Linked DNA regions of Gossypium hirsutum: region 2 is linked to region 1. The links are chromatin contacts, called in public Hi-C maps. All regions are on one chromosome and are shown on one strand. Each heading gives the region's core, a stretch centred on a gene start, on an enhancer-like site or on the middle of the called end of the contact. The rest is flanking DNA. Distances are from core to core; before and after follow the strand shown.

Region 1 (4,191 bases), core at 418-2,917:
ATAATAATATTAATTTTGATTTAAGTTAATTTTTATATAAAAGTAAAATTATCTATTGATAAGCTCTTTTTCAAAAAATGACTTACGCTTTTCAAAAGAGTAAGTCTTATTTTCCGTTGACCTATAAGTCATTTTCCGTTGACCAAGTTGTTTTCTGTGAAACAAACACAGAAAAATATAAAAAATATTTTCCGTAAAACCTTTTACATATAAACAAACGGACCCTGAATCTCTAAACCTTTGCTCCCTATCATTAAAAAATATTCCATAAATATGCCCAAAACTAATCTATAATGACAAATTGTTCACTTGTATAAAAAAATTACAAGGATTATGGGCAAATTACCAAGGGACTGGTGTGAATTCTGAGTCATGTTACATGTGAAATGGCATATTTGGGAGGAAAAGAGCAAAGATTCTACAGCCAAAAAGGAAATTTTGAAGGGGGGGGTTTAAAAGCTGCCATAGGAGCTAAAAGGGAGCCCCCACCAAACATCCAATTTCGGGCATTTAATTTGGCCAACGCCTAGAAATGTGAGCCAAGTTTTGGTTTGAAGGTACAGTTTCACTTTAGTTTTTGGGACATGCCCCTGCCTTGCCTAACAAAAAGACCTATAAGACTTTACCAAGCCCAATAAAGAAAAAGGCACATGGAGCAGAGCGAGATTCGGATGTGTCAGTTTTCATCCGGAAAATACTCTACAAGTGTGCTCCCATGTATTGACAACATCCCAAAAAAGACACCTCTCGCATGCGACACGGACACCCATCGTTTTCATCTCTAAACTTTCTTCTTCTACATTCTTTAACGCTTCAGACTCCCCAATTTCACAACCTCAATGGTCCACCACCCTCCACACTGCTTCTCATCTCAGCAAAGAATAGATGACCAAAACCTGTTTTTCATTTTCTTTTTAATCTAACATCTCTTAAAACATTAATGTAAACTATCTTATAAATACTGAAAGTTTTCGCTGAATAATGGAAAGCCAATAGAAATATGTTTAAAATAAATGAATTTTGGGTTGTAAATAATAGACATATGTAATAACAAAAAGGTCCTACCTACCTTCCTTCCTTCCAGCCCACGTTTTTGACTTTAGATTATGGATCATGAGTTGCCATACCATTTAAACTAACAAATAATTATTACAATGTAATATGCTAATATTCCTTTTACCTATATTTTGTAATGTATTAGTTGTTTAGAATGATTTATCTATTGGAGGTTACCAACTATAATGAAACTACGAGAATAAAAGAAATTACATTCAAATTGAAATCAACTATATTTGTGATTAAACCAATTTTTATTCGAGATTTATAACGATTAATTCATACATTTATCTTTAACCAATTGATTTTGGAAGTCAAATTAGTTTTGTTACACAGAAAGACATAGTTTCGAATACGCTGAAGTACATTATTTTTTATAATATCGAAACTTATAATTCCCATATTTTATTTCCAACTCAGAACTCACTAGAATGTACAGACAAAACCAGGCCCCGGATCCCAACTGTCAACAGATACCACTGGCCAACAAAATTGGTGAAATTTCTTTTTTTTTTTTATGCATATAGGGTAGGCACACATTATGGACCAGATATTAATTGATTTTCATACATAGGCTAAAAGAGACGAAGGAAGCGTTGTTTGTTTGTGATGTAGTTTTCTTTTTTTGGCTTTTATTTTGTGATGAGACGGTTAAAGTGCATTTATCAAATCATATAATTTTTTCCCCACCCTGATCTCTTCTGACTGCTTTGCACTTTTGCTTGTTTGTTTGCTATTTTCACACAATTATCCATCCAACATTTGTATTATATTATACTCTATTTCGTGGATTCCTACCTGTTATATTATATTTCGTCGATTCCTACTCTCTTTGTTTTTTATTATTGAAAAATAAGAAGGAAAAAAGGACACGTTTTTTCAATCACTTGTTCATGTTGTCATGACGGTGATGGGCCGTCTCGCTTTTGGTTCATGAGAATTCAGTGTTTTGTGGGTTCTTTCTCATTCGTGATCATCACATGTAAATTCCTTTTGTTTAGGATTGTTTCCTTTTCCTTCTTGGGGTTTTTTACTCCTTTGGTCACCATATTTTGATTTCTGCAGAATTCAAAGCAGGGTAAGAACTTTTACTCAATAACATCATCTTCTGGACTGTCTCTTGGGTTTCTTTTGTTAAATTTGTTAGGCTTAAAAAGAGATGCTTCATTGGTCTTTTGAATTGTTGTCGTATGGTATCACGAGGGATTAATCTTGGCTTTACATTTCTCATCCAAGTTTTTTACTTTTCTTCTTCTCCTCCTTCCTAGTGTTGAATTGAGTTTGCTTTAGACTTATGAATCAAGAATGCAATTTTTATCATTTTTTGTCAAGCTTAAATGGATACTAACGATGAATTCTTTTCTGAATTGTGTAGATTCTAAACTCAAAGCGACATATTTGGTGTCTTCTCAACTCTATATACCATCAATTCCCAAGGTTATTGTGATTGTAGGACTTGGTATGTTCTAAATCTGTTCTTGAATTCTTCTATGGACCTTTTTCAATGAGTTGGGTTATGATAGGGCTGTAAGTTTGTGAATTTCAAATGGACTTGTCCTCTAAAAGTAAGCTTTCGAGGTTAATCGGCTGCCAGTTGACTTCTCTAACTTACATATGTCTTGCACTGGTCACCATGGTTCTGTTTCTCAGAGCTGTGTTGCTCCATTCATTTTCTGGCTATGGTGTGATTGAATGGAACAACCTGGACTTGATTCTAAGCCACTCTTTGTTGTTAAACTCCCATGATGAAGGGATTCGTAGGGACAAGTATTTGGAGGTTCCTCAAATTGTTTGGGGACTAAATAACCAGAAGATAGCATTTGCAAGAGCTTGTTTGACTGCTAGAATGCTGAACCGAACTCTTTTGATGCCTAGCTTAAGTGCTTCACTTTTCTATAAGGAAATTGACCGCTTGCAGCCTATTTCCTTCGATAAAGTCTTCCAATTCGATAAGTTCAATTCACTTTGTAAGGGGTTCGTGCAATTGGGTCGTTACTCGGATCTTATGAATCAGACTGGAATATATGATCTCCAAAAGGGGAGTGGAAGAAAGTGGACAGTTGAGAGAGACATGGAGCACTTGAAGCAAAGCAGCAGGGGTCATGTTGATGAGCATGAAGTGATTAGAATTGTAGGAAAGAATCCATTTCTTTGGCATGATCATTGGCCTGTCGAGGACTATGCAAGGGTCTTTGAGTGCTTAGTTTTGGTTGATGAGATATCGAAGGAAGCAGATAAAGTTGTGTCCAAGATTAGGCAGATAGGAAAAAAGCATAGGAGCAAAACCGAGATGATACAAAGCGATTTCGATGCCAACACAGAGAGTTCTTCAACGGCAACAGCCCCTTACATTGCAGTCCATATGAGGGTAGAAATAGACTGGATGATTCACTGTAAGAAGTTAGAGCAACGATCAGGCGTAAACCAAATATGTAGTAGCAAACAAGAAATCATAGAAAGAGTGGGGAACATTGTCAGCTCAGAATCTCCCACTGTTGTGTATCTTGCTGTTGCCGATAGTCTCCTCAATGATTCTTCAATATTGAGTGGTTGGAAGAAAGGGTTGCTTCCTTTTGAGAAGAAGAAATTAGGTGTTGATGGGATTTACAAGAAGCATCCATATCTAATTCAGTCGGCAATCGACTATGAGGTGTGCTCGAGGGCCGATATTTTTGTTGGCAACAGTTTTTCCACATTTTCTAGCCTCGTAGTTCTTGAGAGAACACAAAAGATGAAGAGAATGGGCATCACAAGGTCATGCGACATCGATGTTAGGTGGCCGTCTTATGCGTACAACATATTAGGGGAATCAAACGGTCCTCAGAAATGGATGACTAACATGTCTGATTCAACTCTCCAAGCAATTAGTTATGGTTCTAATGCAATCACATGTTGAAAGTTTATGGCATACAATTTTCTACTGCAGTTCGCCATGTTGATGATGCTCGTATATACACTGTAAAGAGAAGCAGGTGAAGAGGCGTATCTTGATACAGCTGAATACTGAAATAGGGTACAGTTTTCGTTTTTGTAATTTTGGTGTCTGATATATCTTATTGTTTACAGAGAACGTATTTATTATGTTGAAGCCATTGTCCATAGATTTATTATCTTTCTTTTTCAGCTAAATATCCT
Region 2 (4,202 bases), core at 252-2,751, 43 kb after region 1:
GGCTCGTGCTATTATTTTGTTTCAAAGCTTTTTGTATGTGTTCCAATTTCATCCTTGTTTTTTCTAGAAAAATTGCTATTAAACATTGTTTTGTTGTAGACTTGGATAAACTAAGTAAAGTTCTCTAAATTCACCGCAATGTCTGCTTCGTTACTCCAAGATTTTAACACAACATCTTGATACTCAGGGTGCGTCAACCAACTAGTAAGAAAATGAAAAGGTCGGTCTCATTCCTTTAACCTCTTCGGATACGCCGAGATCAACAACGAATGACGGTTAGACTTCAGCCTGTGTAAATGCCGCACAGTTGCGTTAGATGCAAAAGCTTGCTAACACTCATTGCAAATAGATCGATGCAATCTTTGAAATGAATTTCCACTGTTCCACATAAACATTTGTCCCTGAAATGCTAAATTAAGAAGTCTATGTTGTAAGAAAAAAGACCTTAAACAAATACTCCCTACTCAACTAGGTTCAGAACCGTCCTGTCTTTCTTCCGAGCATATAATGACATTAATATCACCTGCAATCATCCATGGCTCACTTAAGTGGTAATCTGATTCAACTTACCCCACAATTAAACCCTTGTGCTTCGTTGTGGACATGCATAAACCGTAGTGCAAAAAAAGGGTGCTGACTTCTATCATCACGGATTCGCATATGAACAAATTGAGGATGAACTTTAAAAATCTCCATCCGAGTGCCCTCATTCCAAAATAACCATATACCCCTTACAAAGCCTAATGCTTCGATTCTAAAAGAATATTCAAAACTGGATATCGCAATGACTGGATCTACCTTAAGATCAGTAATTCGAGTTTCAAAAAAAAGCAACAAAATCTGGAGAAAACTCTGTTCTATAATCCTTTAAAAATTGTTGAACGGGTGTGTCCACACCCACAACAATTCAAAAAAAATGAAAATTGAAATCTACCATCATCAGATAAAAATAAAGAAATAAGCTTTTACCATTGAAACCATGCAGCCCCCATATCCACTAGAAATTCATTCTCCGAACCTTTAACATCAACAACATTCCTCTTCATTTCCATTTCTTCCCCAACCTCACGATTTAGCACTTATAGAATATATTTTGTTTCCCCCACTACTAACATTAAAGGCTAGTCACTTTTCGACAGGTTCGTCAGTTCTTGACCGATGTTACAACTTATTCTACTTTCTCTCTCATCATCTGGTATTTGACCAATATTTTCTCCCATTTTATTTTGTGAATCTAAAACTCGAGAGCACTGGCCCTTACTTTCTTTTTGTGACATACCTGTTTTCGAAAGAAATTTTACTAAAACATTTTTCCTCTCGTTTAAAAATAGACCCACCGCTTGAAAATTAATCTGACCAACTTTCTTAACAATTTAAATTGACCCCATTTTTTTATCAATCATCAAAAGGTTTAACATTTGGCCCAATAGATGACCCACATATTTTATTGGATTGTTTTAGTTTGTTATTATTATGTTTCAACCCATCAACCAACACTAGCCTTTTCCCTTTACCCTTACTTAGGGTTTCCTTCGCCTTTGCGTTTTCCCTTATCTACTTTTCCACCATACTACCATTCCTTTCCAAAATCCTTAATCTCCCTCGTTTTCCCCTTAAAAACTTGTTGACATCGTTATCATTTAATTCCCCAGATTTTCCTCTACCAATTCCCCATGATTCCCACCCAAAATTAGAAATTTGCAACCACTTACGATGTTAGCCTCCACAATGCCATCCGCCTTTGCCACGATCGTTCTTGTCTTCCTCCATTGGCTTCGTTCAACAATCATCCCCATCACATACTTCTTTGCTTCTACATCTTGTAACATTGTTACCCTCTTTGGTGGTTTATCTTTCTCCGGCACCATATCTATTTCTTGCCATGTGTTGTGAGGACAAGCTTCTCTATAATGCCCTTACCTTCTACTATCGAAACAAATTATGGGTAAGGATTAATATTCAACCCGTTGAATCCTTCCGTCAATCCTGAACTTTGAGATTAAAGGCTTCCCCATATCCACAAAAACCATCATTCTAACAAACTGACCCCTCGATTTAGCATCCTTCTCCTCCTTCTAAGTTTCTCACCATCAACACTATTACCCATCAATTTATCTTTCAACGATTCGTTTGTGCCACGAATCATGTTCACCGCCATTCCTTTCACATCCACTATGGGATCATCAGGGTCAGGTGGTTCCTCTGCTCTACGATGTACTTTCTTAGTTGAATGTCCAATGCGGCCACAGGAAGACGACGTTACACCAGCAATTTTCTCCATTTTTCTTGAAAATAATTTATATTTAAGAAGATCGTAGTTACATCCTACTAGAATTATTAATATAAAATAAGTAAATAACATATTAAGTCAGTTTTAAAATGTAGTCTGAAAACATTTGTTAAATTTAAGTTGTATCATAAAAATACCAAAGTTATTATAATATAAAAAAATATAGTAATTAATAAGTAATTGTCAATTTCATGAGTTTCGATCCATTGAAAATCTTAATTTATTTATTGTGATGACTTTTATTTAAAAAAATGTCATGATGTCACATACTAATAAAACCAAAATTTTAAATAAATAAAATTTTTGGCCAACAATTAAAAATAAAATGATATATATAATTTTATATCGAGTAAAGTAGAAGTTTTCTTTTTAAAGTAAGTCGTTTAATTATTCGGAATCCATTTTTGGTAAAGAAATAGTGCTTTTGATTTATTTTAGTCAAGAATGTATATATAATAATATCATGCAAAGGTGGTCACAATCAAAGTGATTGTTGATTATAATAAAAAAACTCGACTATGATACAATCACTAAATTAATCTTTATTCCCATTTGTCTAAGTCTAGATTTTATAAAATTCAAATGGGGATTGGGACAAGAACATAAAACAAGCAAAACTTGACAATGGAGGAATCATGTGGAATTTTTTACTCCTTTTTTGAAAATAAATAAATTCCCATCACCAAACGTTGCTTTCATGGATGCCATTATTATTAAGTGATAACAAATTATCTTTTTGGCTGAATGTTTATTCCTCATCTCGATTTGGAATCTCGAAGCTTGCACTTGGAACGGAAATAAATTAATTACAAAAAAGAGACTGATATATTTTATAGAGAGAGAATGCTTGTTTGGGTGTTGATGCTTAATTGTGCGGCTCCTAAGCAAATAATTATAACAAGTATACAGAAACAAATCTCTTATATATTCTTGACTTTAATATGAATGGAGAAATGAATAATTTATATATCATGATTAACAATCATCTCTTTGGTGAGCACTGTAAGCTAGCTTGTCCCCTTTAGCCATAGTTGTTGCCTATATACATGTCATTGAAGTAAACAAAATGGATCATGATATATCAATTGATGTAAGGGGTGGAGGGCAGTTGGTGATATGCCATTGTCTTTGCAGCATTATTCCATGCTTTCTTCATCGAAGTTGAACTCATCTGTACAACATTTTCAACTTAACTTTCCAAAACCACCCAAGAAATATATATAATTTATTAATTAATTGAGTCAGTTTTTAAGTCAGACAATATCTCAAAAGAAGCTTCTTTATCTATAAATATATATATGTTGTTTGAGGACTTGGACCATGATTTGTTAAAAACCTCCATTGAATATATGGGGACATTTCAAAGGCAATTTCAAGTTGAAGAAAATTATGGTTTGGTCAGCTGAACAGCAAGCAGTCATTGATTGAAATTCTCCCACTACCCAAAAATAGAAAAATGAAATTCTAGATCTAAATCAATTTTGGTTACCCAACTTTTAATTCATATTACAAATAAAAATAAATTAAGCTCTTACTGTTTTATTAAAATTAAATTTAGGTGAAAACTTATTAATTATATCCAAATTATATCAAACTCCCACTTGTATTCAATGAAATCTAACCTAAACCTAATTCAAGCGGTAAGAACGTTTCATCTACTTTTTTCAAACATCAAAGTCAATTTTCTATTATTGACTTTCATCAAAAGTCTATCATTTGGGTACTCACTTCTTCCTTTACTAAATTAACCTTTTCCATAATTTTATAGTATAAATTTCTTCAAGTAATCCATTATAAACTTCAGCATTTTCTTCTTGGCGATATACATATATGATGTCTGCCTAACTTTGAAAGTTAAACCTGGTAAAGTAGTGTTTGTCTGCTTGCATTTCTTACATGCATGTTGAAATTT

Evidence for each region. A called contact is a pair of places that touch in the nucleus more often than the background predicts.
Region 2: a contact with region 1 is called in a Hi-C map of leaf, with 1.8 times the contacts expected there. The contact joins the enhancer-like site here to the promoter of LOC107906004 in region 1. A contact is called at or near these places in 3 of 34 Hi-C or Micro-C datasets (all in leaf).

What each region holds. Positions count from the first base shown.
Region 1 is chrD05:12,665,118-12,669,308 of Gossypium_hirsutum_v2.1, forward strand. LOC107906004 (O-fucosyltransferase 23) reads left to right here and starts at 1,668. Exons shown (of 2, transcript XM_016832827.2): 1 at 1,668-2,134; 2 at 2,432-4,191. The coding sequence starts at 2,603. The coding sequence ends at 3,952.
Region 2 is chrD05:12,708,655-12,712,856 of Gossypium_hirsutum_v2.1, forward strand. No RefSeq gene overlaps it. Among protein-coding and RNA genes, the nearest start is that of LOC107906001, 8.3 kb to the right of the region's middle. Within about 2 kb of position 1,502, at least 5 of the 9 cell types and tissues checked have an H3K27ac peak or open chromatin away from gene starts, as enhancers often do. A contact at or near this core is called in leaf, where this site is marked.